Linked DNA regions of Mus musculus: region 2 is linked to region 1. The links are chromatin contacts, called in public promoter capture Hi-C maps. All regions are on one chromosome and are shown on one strand. Each heading gives the region's core, a stretch centred on a gene start, on an enhancer-like site or on the middle of the called end of the contact. The rest is flanking DNA. Distances are from core to core; before and after follow the strand shown.

What was found. Capture Hi-C pulls out chosen DNA fragments and counts their contacts.
Region 2: a promoter capture Hi-C map of adipose tissue shows a contact between it and region 1. The contact joins the promoter of C2 here to the promoter of Tnf in region 1. A contact is called at or near these places in 4 of 39 promoter capture datasets (the C10 cell line, cranial neural crest, frontonasal cranial neural crest and 1 more) and 2 of 9 other capture datasets (adipose tissue and liver).

The regions. Positions count from the first base shown.
Region 1 is chr17:35,199,565-35,205,260 of GRCm38.p6, forward strand. Tnf (tumor necrosis factor) reads right to left here and starts at 2,443. Exons shown (of 4, transcript NM_013693.3): 1 at 2,091-2,443; 2 at 1,520-1,574; 3 at 1,294-1,341; 4 at 1-999. The coding sequence starts at 2,276. The coding sequence ends at 581. It overlaps Lta (lymphotoxin A), which reads right to left. Exons shown (of 4, transcript NM_010735.2): 1 at 5,595-5,696; 2 at 4,994-5,098; 3 at 4,811-4,910; 4 at 3,601-4,585. The coding sequence starts at 5,089. The coding sequence ends at 4,173. Mir6974 (microRNA 6974) reads right to left here and starts at 4,993; the gene lies at 4,911-4,993.
Region 2 is chr17:34,879,832-34,885,527 of GRCm38.p6, forward strand. C2 (complement component 2 (within H-2S)) reads right to left here and starts at 2,269. Exons shown (of 18, transcript NM_013484.2): 1 at 2,119-2,269; 2 at 1,741-1,965; 3 at 51-236. The coding sequence starts at 2,164.

The DNA.
Region 1 (5,696 bases), core at 1,193-3,692:
GGTGGGGACAGCTCAGCTCCGTTTTCACAGAAAACATGTCTGTCTGAAGACAGCTTCCCACACTGGGTCCTCCAGGACACCCCGGCCTTCCAAATAAATACATTCATAAGCAAATAAATAAATAATAAATAAATAATAAATAATAAGTGCAAATATAAATAGAGGGGGGCTGGCTCTGTGAGGAAGGCTGTGCATTGCACCTCAGGGAAGAATCTGGAAAGGTCTGAAGGTAGGAAGGCCTGAGATCTTATCCAGCCTCATTCTGAGACAGAGGCAACCTGACCACTCTCCCTTTGCAGAACTCAGGAATGGACATTCGAGGCTCCAGTGAATTCGGAAAGCCCATTTGAGTCCTTGATGGTGGTGCATGAGAGGCCCACAGTCCAGGTCACTGTCCCAGCATCTTGTGTTTCTGAGTAGTTGTTGAAAGCTCTGAGCACAGAGTTGGACCCTGAGCCATAATCCCCTTTCTAAGTTAGAAGGATACAGACTGGGGGCTCTGAGGAGTAGACAATAAAGGGGTCAGAGTAAAGGGGTCAGAGTGGGGGCTGGGTAGAGAATGGATGAACACCCATTCCCTTCACAGAGCAATGACTCCAAAGTAGACCTGCCCGGACTCCGCAAAGTCTAAGTACTTGGGCAGATTGACCTCAGCGCTGAGTTGGTCCCCCTTCTCCAGCTGGAAGACTCCTCCCAGGTATATGGGCTCATACCAGGGTTTGAGCTCAGCCCCCTCAGGGGTGTCCTTGGGGCAGGGGCTCTTGACGGCAGAGAGGAGGTTGACTTTCTCCTGGTATGAGATAGCAAATCGGCTGACGGTGTGGGTGAGGAGCACGTAGTCGGGGCAGCCTTGTCCCTTGAAGAGAACCTGGGAGTAGACAAGGTACAACCCATCGGCTGGCACCACTAGTTGGTTGTCTTTGAGATCCATGCCGTTGGCCAGGAGGGCGTTGGCGCGCTGGCTCAGCCACTCCAGCTGCTCCTCCACTTGGTGGTTTGCTGAGGGGGGGGGGGAGGATTGAGTCAGTGTCACCCTCTTAGTTCACACTCCACATCCTGAGCCTCAGCAGCTACCCACACTTCACTTCCGGTTCCTGCACCCTCTGTCTTTCCACATCCCATTGGCTATGAGGTCCCGGGTGGCCCCCTGATGCCTTGCTTTTGAGTCACTGCTCTGACTCTCACGTGCTGTCTCTAAGAGCTCTGTCTTTTCTCAGCCTGGCTCGACACCCCTCAACCCGCCCCCCAAAATCATGCCCCTTCATTCTCAAGGCACATGTAAAGAAATCTTACCTACGACGTGGGCTACAGGCTTGTCACTCGAATTTTGAGAAGATGATCCTGGAGGGGAAGAGACAAAGGCAAGGATGAGCCTTTTAGGCTTCCCAGCAAGCATCTATGCACTTAGACCCCTTTCCTCCCAAACCAAAGCTTTAAGTTCTCCCCCCACCCCATCTCATCCCATGCCTAACTGCCCTTCCTCCATCTTAAATTAAGAGAGAGGTGTGGGAACACTTACTGAGTGTGAGGGTCTGGGCCATAGAACTGATGAGAGGGAGGCCATTTGGGAACTTCTGTGTAGGAAAAGGAGGTTAGTTAAGACAGACTCACCCCAAAGGAGAAGCCTCCCGGCTGATTGCCCCGCTTACAGTTCCTCTTTGCCCCACCCCACCCCCCAGCTTTGTGTTTTTCTTCTTCATTCATTCATCTGTCCAACCCACGGCTTCTTTCTGCGGTGCCCTCTGTGCTTGATCTCCCGTTATCTCCCCTTCATCTTCCTCCTTATCTCTCATGCCTCTCTCATTTCTGTCTCTGAGTTTTATCTCTTGCTTATCCCCTCTTCCCCTGGCCACATCTTTCCAGATCTCTCCACGTGTGAACACACTTGTTCGTTCATTCATCTCTCTGTGCATCCGACGAAGGATGTTTAGTCAGCTGGACGCATGGGTCCGAGGTCCTGACTCTGTCCCCTCCACACTCTCCTCCACCTTGCCCTGCCCATTAGCCCACTTCTTTCCCTCACACTGTCCTTCTTGCCCTCCTAACCCGTTTTGCTTGTGAGCGAGAATAAGGGTTGCCCAGACACTCACCTCATCCCTTTGGGGACCGATCACCCCGAAGTTCAGTAGACAGAAGAGCGTGGTGGCCCCTGCCACAAGCAGGAATGAGAAGAGGCTGAGACATAGGCACCGCCTGGAGTTCTGGAAGCCCCCCATCTTTTGGGGGAGTGCCTCTTCTGCCAGTTCCACGTCGCGGATCATGCTTTCTGTGCTCATGGTGTCTTTTCTGGAGGGAGATGTGGCGCCTTGGGCCAGTGAGTGAAAGGGACAGAACCTGCCTGGTTGGCTGCTTGCTTTTCTGGGAGCTATTTCCAAGATGTTCTGGAGTTTCTGTTCTCCCTCCTGGCTAGTCCCTTGCTGTCCTCGCTGAGGGAGCTTCTGCTGGCTGGCTGTGCAGACGGCCGCCTTTATAGCCCTTGGGGAAGAGGGCGGGGAAAAGCTCTCATTCAACCCTCGGAAAACTTCCTTGGTGGAGAAAACCATGATCTCATGTGGAGGAAGCGGTAGTGGCCCTACACCTCTGTCTCGGTTTCTTCTCCATCGCGGGGGCAGAGGGTTTGGAAAGTTGGGGACACCCAGGCATCAAGGAATCTCCTCCCCGTCGTCCCCACCAGGATTCTGTGGCAATCTGGGGCCAATCAGGAGGGTGTGTGTGTGTGTGTGTGTGTGTGTGTGTGTGTGTGTGTGTTGTATAGGACCCTGAGAACTGAAACCCATTTCTTCTCTGTCCTCCAGAGCTAATCATTGTCTGTTTCTTTGTAGAAAGACCATGCCTGTGTCTATTTCCTTTTGATTTCTAAATGGGACATCCATGGGGGAGAACTTAGCATGGGGGGGTGCTTCTGAAAGCTGGGTGCATAAGGGGGGAGACATGATATTGAGGAGGGAAAGCCCCCTGTTTGAGTTCTTGGAGGAAGTGGCTGAAGGCAGAGCAGCTTGAGAGTTGGGAAGTGTGCATGGGCTTTGGGAGGGCTGGTGGGGGGGGTAATGGGATGAGTATGGGGCAGCCCCAGAGGGAATGAACTCAGCCCTGGGAATTCACGGACCTCACAAGCCTTCTCCTTTCACTCTGATCATGAGCTCAGGCTGCTGCTTTGGGTCCCTGCTCCCAAGTGAGTTTTCCACGGAGCCTCTGCCATATCTTGACTGCGGTACATCAACTCAGACATTTAGGTCCCACAGCCCTGCTTCCAGGATTTCTCCCAATCCGTATGACTCCCCGGTCTTCCAAGGATTCCCCTCCCCCACCCTCCCACTCCTAAACACTCTCCCACCCTCCAGTGGAGTCACTTCTCCCCAGAACCCTCATCTCTCTCCACCCTTGGATGGATCTCCCTAGCTCATCCTTTGGGTCTCCTCCGGCAGTTAAGCTGCCTCACTCCCGTGAATCCACCATGTCTCTGGGAGCTGCCTGCTCCTCATGTCTCTTTGCTCTGCCCGGATCCCATGGACCAACTGAGGCCTCTGTCCCCTGCTCCACTCCTTAAAGAGACCAGGAAGTTTCTCCCCCAACGCAAGACAGACACAAGCAGACAGAATCTCAGAGAAAAGAGGTTTATTGGGTTTCACAGATGGTGCAGGGGGTCCCTGTGGATGTCTAGCCAAGCAGTGGCTGGCTTTTAGAGCTTCGTGCTTTCTTCTAGAACCCCTTGGTCACCCACATCTAATTCTCTCGCCATCTCTCTCTTAGATGGGTCCTGTCTGAGGTGAGACACCTTTGTGTCTGGGACCTAGTTGTCATCTGACGGCTTTCTATTTTTCCCCTCTTTCTATTCTCTATAAATAAATAACTTAACTTTTCTCTCCATAAATAGTCAACCTTCCCCTGTTCCCAGCCACCTCTCCCATGTCTGTCCCTCCTTCATGTCCAGGTCTCTGTCCGACCTAGACCCACAAAAACCCTGCTCTGTGCAGGAACTTCTAGGTAGGCTTGAGTCGTCCCCTGAGCATCTGGAGTGGCCCTGGGGAAGATGTAGTCCCCTGAAGTGTCTCAGACTCCCGTGAGAGCTCCAGGTTATTTTAGTGGGGAAGGCTGGAGACTGTGGGGATGTGACCCTTGAAACAACGGTCAGGATGGAGGCCTGGAATCCAATTCTTGGGTTTCTTTAGAATCTACAGTGCAAAGGCTCCAAAGAATACACTGCTGGGGCTGAAGTGTAGATGGGAGATGCCGTCGGTGTGGGTGGACAGCTGGTCTCCCTTACTGAGCAGGAACACAGCCCCCTGGTACATTGAGCGCACCCACGGTCCTTGAAGTCCCGGATACACAGACTTCTGCGCACTGAGGAGAGGCACATGGAAGGGGTATTGGGAGGAAAAGAGCTGGACCTCGTGTGCCAGGTAGATGGGAGTGGGAATGGCCCTGGGGGAGCAGCTTTCTCCAGAGAAAACCACCTGGGAGTAGACAAAGTAGAGGCCACTGGTGGGGATCAGGAGGGAGTTGTTGCTCAAAGAGAAGCCATGTCGGAGAAAGGCACGATCCGTGCTTGCTCTCCAGAGCAGTGAGTTCTGCTTGCTGGGGTACCCTGGGAAGAGGCACAAGACATTGGGGGGCTATCAAGATCAGAGGTCCCCATCCCTGAGGGAGCAGGCACTGGACAAGTGGGATGGTTGGTAGGGAGATGGGAGTGGGGTGCCTGCCCTTAGGGGTAAGAAAAGTTGGTGTGGGGAGATGGGAAGATCGCCTGAGCCCCTGGGCAAGTAGGACAAAAGGCAGGGACTGGACCTCTCCTCTGGAGGCAGAAGTTTACCAACAAGGTGAGCAGCAGGTTTCAGGATGCCATGGGTCAAGTGCTTCTGAGGGAGTGGATGGGCTGTCCTGGCAGCGGAGAAGCGGACACCAGAGAGTCCCTGGGACAGAAGAGAGTGGAGAGGACTCTAGGACTCTGAGTTAGCTAGGCCACCCCAGCACCCCCAATCTCTTGCTGCCTCACCTGGGCCCCTAGAGGCAGGGCCAGCAGCAGCCCCAGGAGGAAGACAGGAGGGGTGCCAAGCACCCTCAAGAGGTGGAGACGGCCGAGCAGTGTCATGTGGAGAACCTGCTGAGAGAGAGAGAGAGAGTGTGTGTGTGTAGCGGAGGCGGGGCACACAGCGGAAGACAGACCTTACCTCCCAGCTGAGACAGCCACCCTGAGAGACAGGGCGACAGACAGAAAAGGGGACAGGCAGGGGAACCCTGAAGTGAGCAGGGATAAGGAGAGACAGAGGGGAAGAGGAAAGCTCCACCATAGAATCAGACAATGGCTAACAGAGGCAGAGAGAGAGAAAGAGAGAGAGAGAGAGAGAGAGAGAGGGAGAGAGAGAGAGAGAGAGAGAGAGAGAGAGAGAGAGAGAGAGAGAGAGAGAGAGAGAGACTGATAAGGCCGCCACAGGAACAGACCAAAAATCAAAGCCACGACAGGAGGACCAGACCCATTAAGGCTGGGGATCCAGGCAGGTTGTATAGAAAAGGCTGTGGCTCAAGAAAGGAGGTAGGATCCTGAGGGATGCCTGATACCAGGGTAAGCCCAAGGAGACAGGGTAGGAGAGGCTCACCTGCTGTGCGGGGTCCTGGGCGCTGGCGCTCGGGTCCCTTTATAGAGGAAGCGGCAGTGTGGCAGGCAGCGGGCGGGTTCTAGGTCGGGGCTGGGGCTTGGG
Region 2 (5,696 bases), core at 1,019-3,518, 320 kb before region 1:
CTGCAAGCCCACGCCCCCCCTCCCCCGCCCCCAACAGTCAGAATGCTTACCCCCATTGTCACACACAGCCGTCTCTCCATCCCACAGGCCGTTGGGGCGACAGTACCGCACAGGTGAGCCCCGCAAGGTGAAGTCTTGCTCACACTCAAAGCTCACGTTGCTACCCACAGGGTAGGACACCAGCCGAGGGAAATAGATGCCATTTTCAAAGGATGAAGGAGCTAGGCATCGAACCGCTGGAGGGAGAAAGAGGATCTGGGCAAGAGCGGAGGGTGGTTGACACCACAGCTACAGTTGGGGAGGGGTCTTCTGTTAGGACCCAAACCGATTAGGTCAGCCAGGTGCGAAAACATGAAAAGAGACTGATGTGGTGACAGCCCATAATACCAGTACTTAGGCAGCTGTCATAGAAGCCCTCTAGACTATATAGTGAATTTGAGGCCAACTTAGACTGTATAGCTAGCCCCAAAAAACACAAGAGGTGCTCAAGAGGCAGAGGTTGGTGGATCAATTGCAGCAAGTGTGGGCCAGCCTGGGCTATATAGCATGAACCTGTCTCAAAGAACCCAGAAAGCCAAACCTGGTGGCTCGTGCCTGTCTAGCTGGCACTCCAGGGGTGGGCGGGACCTAGGCAACATAAGCTCATTCTCAGCTGCACGGTAAGTTCCAAGCTCACCTTTGAAAGCAGCGCTCTAAGTTAGCAGATGCAAAACAAAATGAATCCAGAAGGACTAGGAAAAGGGACTCAAAAGCAGAGAGCAGGGCAAGCAAGACTAAGACCCTAATTTCTGCTCCCAGCCCCAAAGAAATCCCCAAAGTAGACTGAAACCTAAGATTATGGTTTTAGAGGTGTCTCAGCGGGTAAGAGCCCTGACTGCTCTTCCAGAGGTCCTGAGTTCAAATCCCAGCAACCACGTGGTGGCTCACAACCACCTGTAATGGGGATCCAATGCACTCTTCTGGTATGTCTGAGGACAGCTACAATGTCTACTCATATAAATAAATAAATAAATAAATACATAAATACATAAATAAATAAACAAACAAACAAACAAATAAATCTTTTTTTAAAAAGATTACAGTTTTAAGCAGTTGGTCGAATACTGTCAACTTAAAACAGTTCAACTTCCTTGATTAATAAATAGCTGTTAAGGGCTCTGGTCACCCCAGTATCTCACCAACAACATTTGTGGTTTTAGGGTGCTCTGAGGCACTTAGCATCCATTTAGAATGGTCAAATAATCCTACAGTTAATTTTAGCTAAAAAAAAACAACAACAAAAAACAAACAAAAAAAAAAAAAAAAAACAATGTCTTCTTAAGTTGAGAGCGGACTTTCCTGGTTTGTTTGTTTGTTTGATGGTTGGTCTGGGTTTGTGGTTTTCTGAGGGCCTTTGTTGGTGTGGGTTGTGTGTTTTTGGAGATAGGTCTCTGGCCCTGGGTGGTCTAGAACTCACTATGTAGACCAGGTTGCCTCCCTCCCTCTCCTCCCTCCCTTTGCCTCCCAAGTGCTGGAATTTAAGGTGAGTCACCACCACACCAGGCTTTCTGCAGTATTTTGACTCTGTGTGTGTGTGTGTGTGTGTGTGTGTGTGTGTGTCTGTCTGTCTCTCTCTTTCTCTCTCTCTCTCTCTCTCTCTCTCTCTCTCTCTCTCTCTCTCTTCCTGGAGAACCCACTGCTAATAAGCTCTGGCTGACACTGGTGGGCACTCTCCAAAGCCCAAAGTCCAAAGGGACTCACGTTTGCAGACTGCTTTAACCATCCGAGAGGATCGCAGGGTGTGATGTGAGCTAGACCTTGGTGTCAGCCACTGTCCGTTGCTCTGACATTTCCTCCAGGCTGGGGACGGGTACCTGCCCAGGGGGCAGGAGTAGATGAGGAGGCTCCCAGGGGCCCAGCCATGGCTGAGGGTGAAATTACCACCGGTGATATTGACATTCTGGTTGCAGAAGAGAGCAGCCAGGCCTGCGGGTGTGGGAAAGAACCGGGAGAAAGGAAAAACCAGGCCAGATGAGAGAGAGGCAAGAAGAGGCTATCTGTCCCTTTGACTTGTGAACTGGACCTGGCAGCACCTGCTACACCTACAGGGCCCCAATAACCCCTTTCCCAGCCTCCTACCTGGGCCCAGCTGCAGCAGGTAGAAGAGAGCCAGCAGAGGGGCCATGGTCTCCAGGACAGTAGAACGGAGAGCTAGGGGAGAGGAAAAGTCATCTGACTTCCCCGAGATCGGAAAAGACAGCGCTCGCTCGCTCGCTCGCTAGAGGGGAGTGGCGGGGAGTGGCAAGGGGATGGTACCAGGGGAAAAAGAGAGAGAAACCCGCCAGGGATTCTGAACTCAGCTTTGGGGCAGGACCTTTGCCCCAACACACACACACACACACACACACTGAAGCAAGCATATTTGGCCTTGTGTGGCTTGCATTAAGCACACAAGCCCTGCAAAACGTTTTATTTATTTTGTTTCACGTCTTTTTTTGGAGTTTGCCACATGCATTGGGGTCCACTGGGTCTTCCCCAGAATAGCTTCTGAGGACTTGAAACTGATGTTCCTAGAACTTCTTGGCGTATAGGAAGATTCACATTCTTTCCTGGGTCCTTCCCTGAAAATAAGATAAAAAGAAAGCCAACAGTTATTTGGAAAGTTGGAAAGAATTCTTAGAGGAAAAAAAAAAATTATTGGAACAACCAGCAGATTAAATGTCCAAGCTGCAAAAGATAAGAGTAAAAAAATTGGGGGTTGGTATTCAGAAGAATAAACAGCATTTTGAAGTTTGAGATACACTTTTATTTATTGAAAAAAAAAAGAACTCTTTTCATACAATATATTTTGATCATGTTTTTTCCCTCTGAGACAGGATCTCACATAACCTAGATGGACTTAGAATTTCTAAGTAGCTGAAACTGGCCTTGAGTCCTTATCCTCCTGCTTCTGTCCCCCAAGTTTGAAGATTCTAAACACTGTTTATCACACTGGCCTCCCAGCTATGGGGATTTTGTTTGTTTGTTTGTTTGTTTGTTTGTTGCTTTAAAGACAAGGTCTTACTATGTAGCTCTGGCTGTCCTGGAATTTCTCTGTAGCCCAGGCTAGCCTCTGCCTCCCACATGCACAGGCCTGGCCCAGCCATGAAGAATTTAACCTGATATATCAGCCTCTTTGTGCCTCCCAAGCCTCTGGACGCAGTTACTTTCCTTGTTACTATAACAAGATCAGGGGGAGCACCCTCCTAGGCTCACTGCCACCCCAAGAAAACCTGTCAGATCAGCAACAAAAATACCATGGGTTTCTATTTCTGGGCTCTGTGTGTGTGTGTGTGTGTGTGTGTGTGTGTGTGTGTGTGTGTGCCTCACTAATCATGGGTGTAATTTCTCAGACCCCTTCCATCTTTTGTGTGAGATGGGGGTCTCTCACTGATTCAGAATTTTGCCAAGTGAACAGTCTAACTGACCAGCGAGCTTCAGGGACCTGCCTGTCTCTGCTCCCCAGCAATCACTGCGATTACAATACTGCACCCGGCCTTTTTAACGTGGGTTCTAGGGTATTCACACAGGAATCTCACTTGCACAACAAGCATTTTGTGAACCCAGTCATCTACCCAGTCCCCATCTCCTTGAGACTGAGTTTGAAACCAGTGCTAGCCTCAAACTTGCTGTGGAGCGGAGGCAGGGCTTGACTTCCTGATCCTCCTGCCTCCACCTTCCAACTTCTGCTTTACTGCCACCCTGAGGAAGCACTTTTCACACACACAGCTCTTGGAGCCTTGGAAAGGACAATGTCAGGCTTCTGGTTCCTCCAGGCCACCTTCCCCAGAGGCTTCCCTGTAAGCCCAGACACTAGGGTCCTCACAGACCCTCCTGACATTGGACCAGCTTCCCAAGACATAAACAAAAAGCTGAGAGTTTGGTTCTTGGGCCTCCCTAGAACTAGAAGGTCTGTCCTTGTCCTGCTGTGAGGAGACACATCCCTCTCCCTCTCAGGCAACGCCTAAACCTCTAGAGACCCCTAACACTATGTGTGCACATAACCATATGTGGGCGTATGTCTGCACATGCACAGCTCTCCCTCACTGCAGCAACTCTAACCCCCTCCCCCCCAGGATCTCCACATTCCCGAGGGCCATTGGGGCTCTCTTGACACATAGGGGGAAGGCTGCCGGTATGACATGGGTGAGAGGGTGGTGACCACGGGCAAGCAGAGAAAGGATACGTGTTACAACTGCCCACACCTGCTCTGTTCTGGATTTACCCAACAGCCCCCTCTTCCCTTTCAGTGACATACCTTCCTAAGTGTGGCACACAGATGTTTCGTCTTCTCCCCTGTTCCCAGAAACTGCTCTGGAGCTCCCTACCCTGTCAACTCCACCCCTACGGTAAACTGGAGTTTCCAGATGGGGGACAGACATTCATGCTTGCTTTCTTTTGGGACAGAAATGAGAGATTATACCCCAGCAGATCTTGCCCCACCCCTAGCCCCAGATCCAGTGTGGTGGAAGGAATTCAGTTTTTGGCTTACAATGGCCAGGTGTGGCTCAGACACGTTCAGGCTCAGCTCTGCACTTTAGTTAGCTAGTTCGTCACTGTCACACATGGGCCAGTGAGAAAAAAACCCAAGGCTAAAATATCACCCAAAGTGGGAGGATCAGCCTGCTATGGGGGTACACACCTATAATCCCAGCACTCAGGAAACCGAAGCAAAAGAATTGCAAGTTTGAGGTCAGCTTGAGCTACGTAACCCTCCAGCGCAGAAAGGGAGAAGACCTACGTATCATCCTATGGATACGAAAGGGCAATGCGCGGAGTTTGAGAAGAGCCACTCACGGAGGACCAGCATATGAGCACGGTACACTCAGACAGTGGACTACCACGCGGCTTCTCAATCCTAAGGTTCATCTATATAGAGTAGGACACCTCGAGACTGGAAAATACAGGCTATTGACGACATACACAGTATGTATGGGACGCCGTCTTCTGTGGAGAAAAAAAAAAGCAAACAAAAATGAAAACAAAACTGGCATGGGAGATATAACTGTACCTGCTCTCCCCTTCTCCCACCCCTTTGGTTTGTTGTGGTTTCTTCTGTGTGTGCTAGGCAAGGCCTTATCTCTACCCCCAGCCCCACAACTCTGCATACATACAGAATTTTTCAGAAAACTGACCAGGAGAGTCACCTTGGGGAGAGCTGGGGCCGAAAGATGGGCCCAAGACAGAGCGTTACAGAGCCCAAATCTGTATTTTTGCCTGTGATGCTTGTTTGCTGGAGACAAGGTCTCTCACAGCCCAAATCCTCTCTGTAGCCCTGCATGCTGGGATTATAGACATGTGCCACCACACCTGACATATATAACACTGGGACTTCCTGAATGCTAGGCCAGCACTCTACCCACTGAGCTTCACTCTCAATCTATGGAAACTTTTTGTTGATTTGTTTTTGTTTTTAAGATGAGATTTCACTTATGTAGGGCTAGCTGGCCTGGAATTTGCTGTGTAGACCAAGCTGGCCTCTAACTCACAGAGAGCTGTCTTCTGAATACTAGGATGAAAGGCATTAGCCACTGTGCCCAGCTGGTGTTTTGTCTTGGCTTTGAGATTTACTCTTATTGAGTGGGCCTAGTGGCACACACCTTTGATCCCAGCATCCAGGAGGCAGAAGCAGGTAGATCTCTGAGTTCAATGCCAGCCTGGTCTTCATAGTGCGGTGC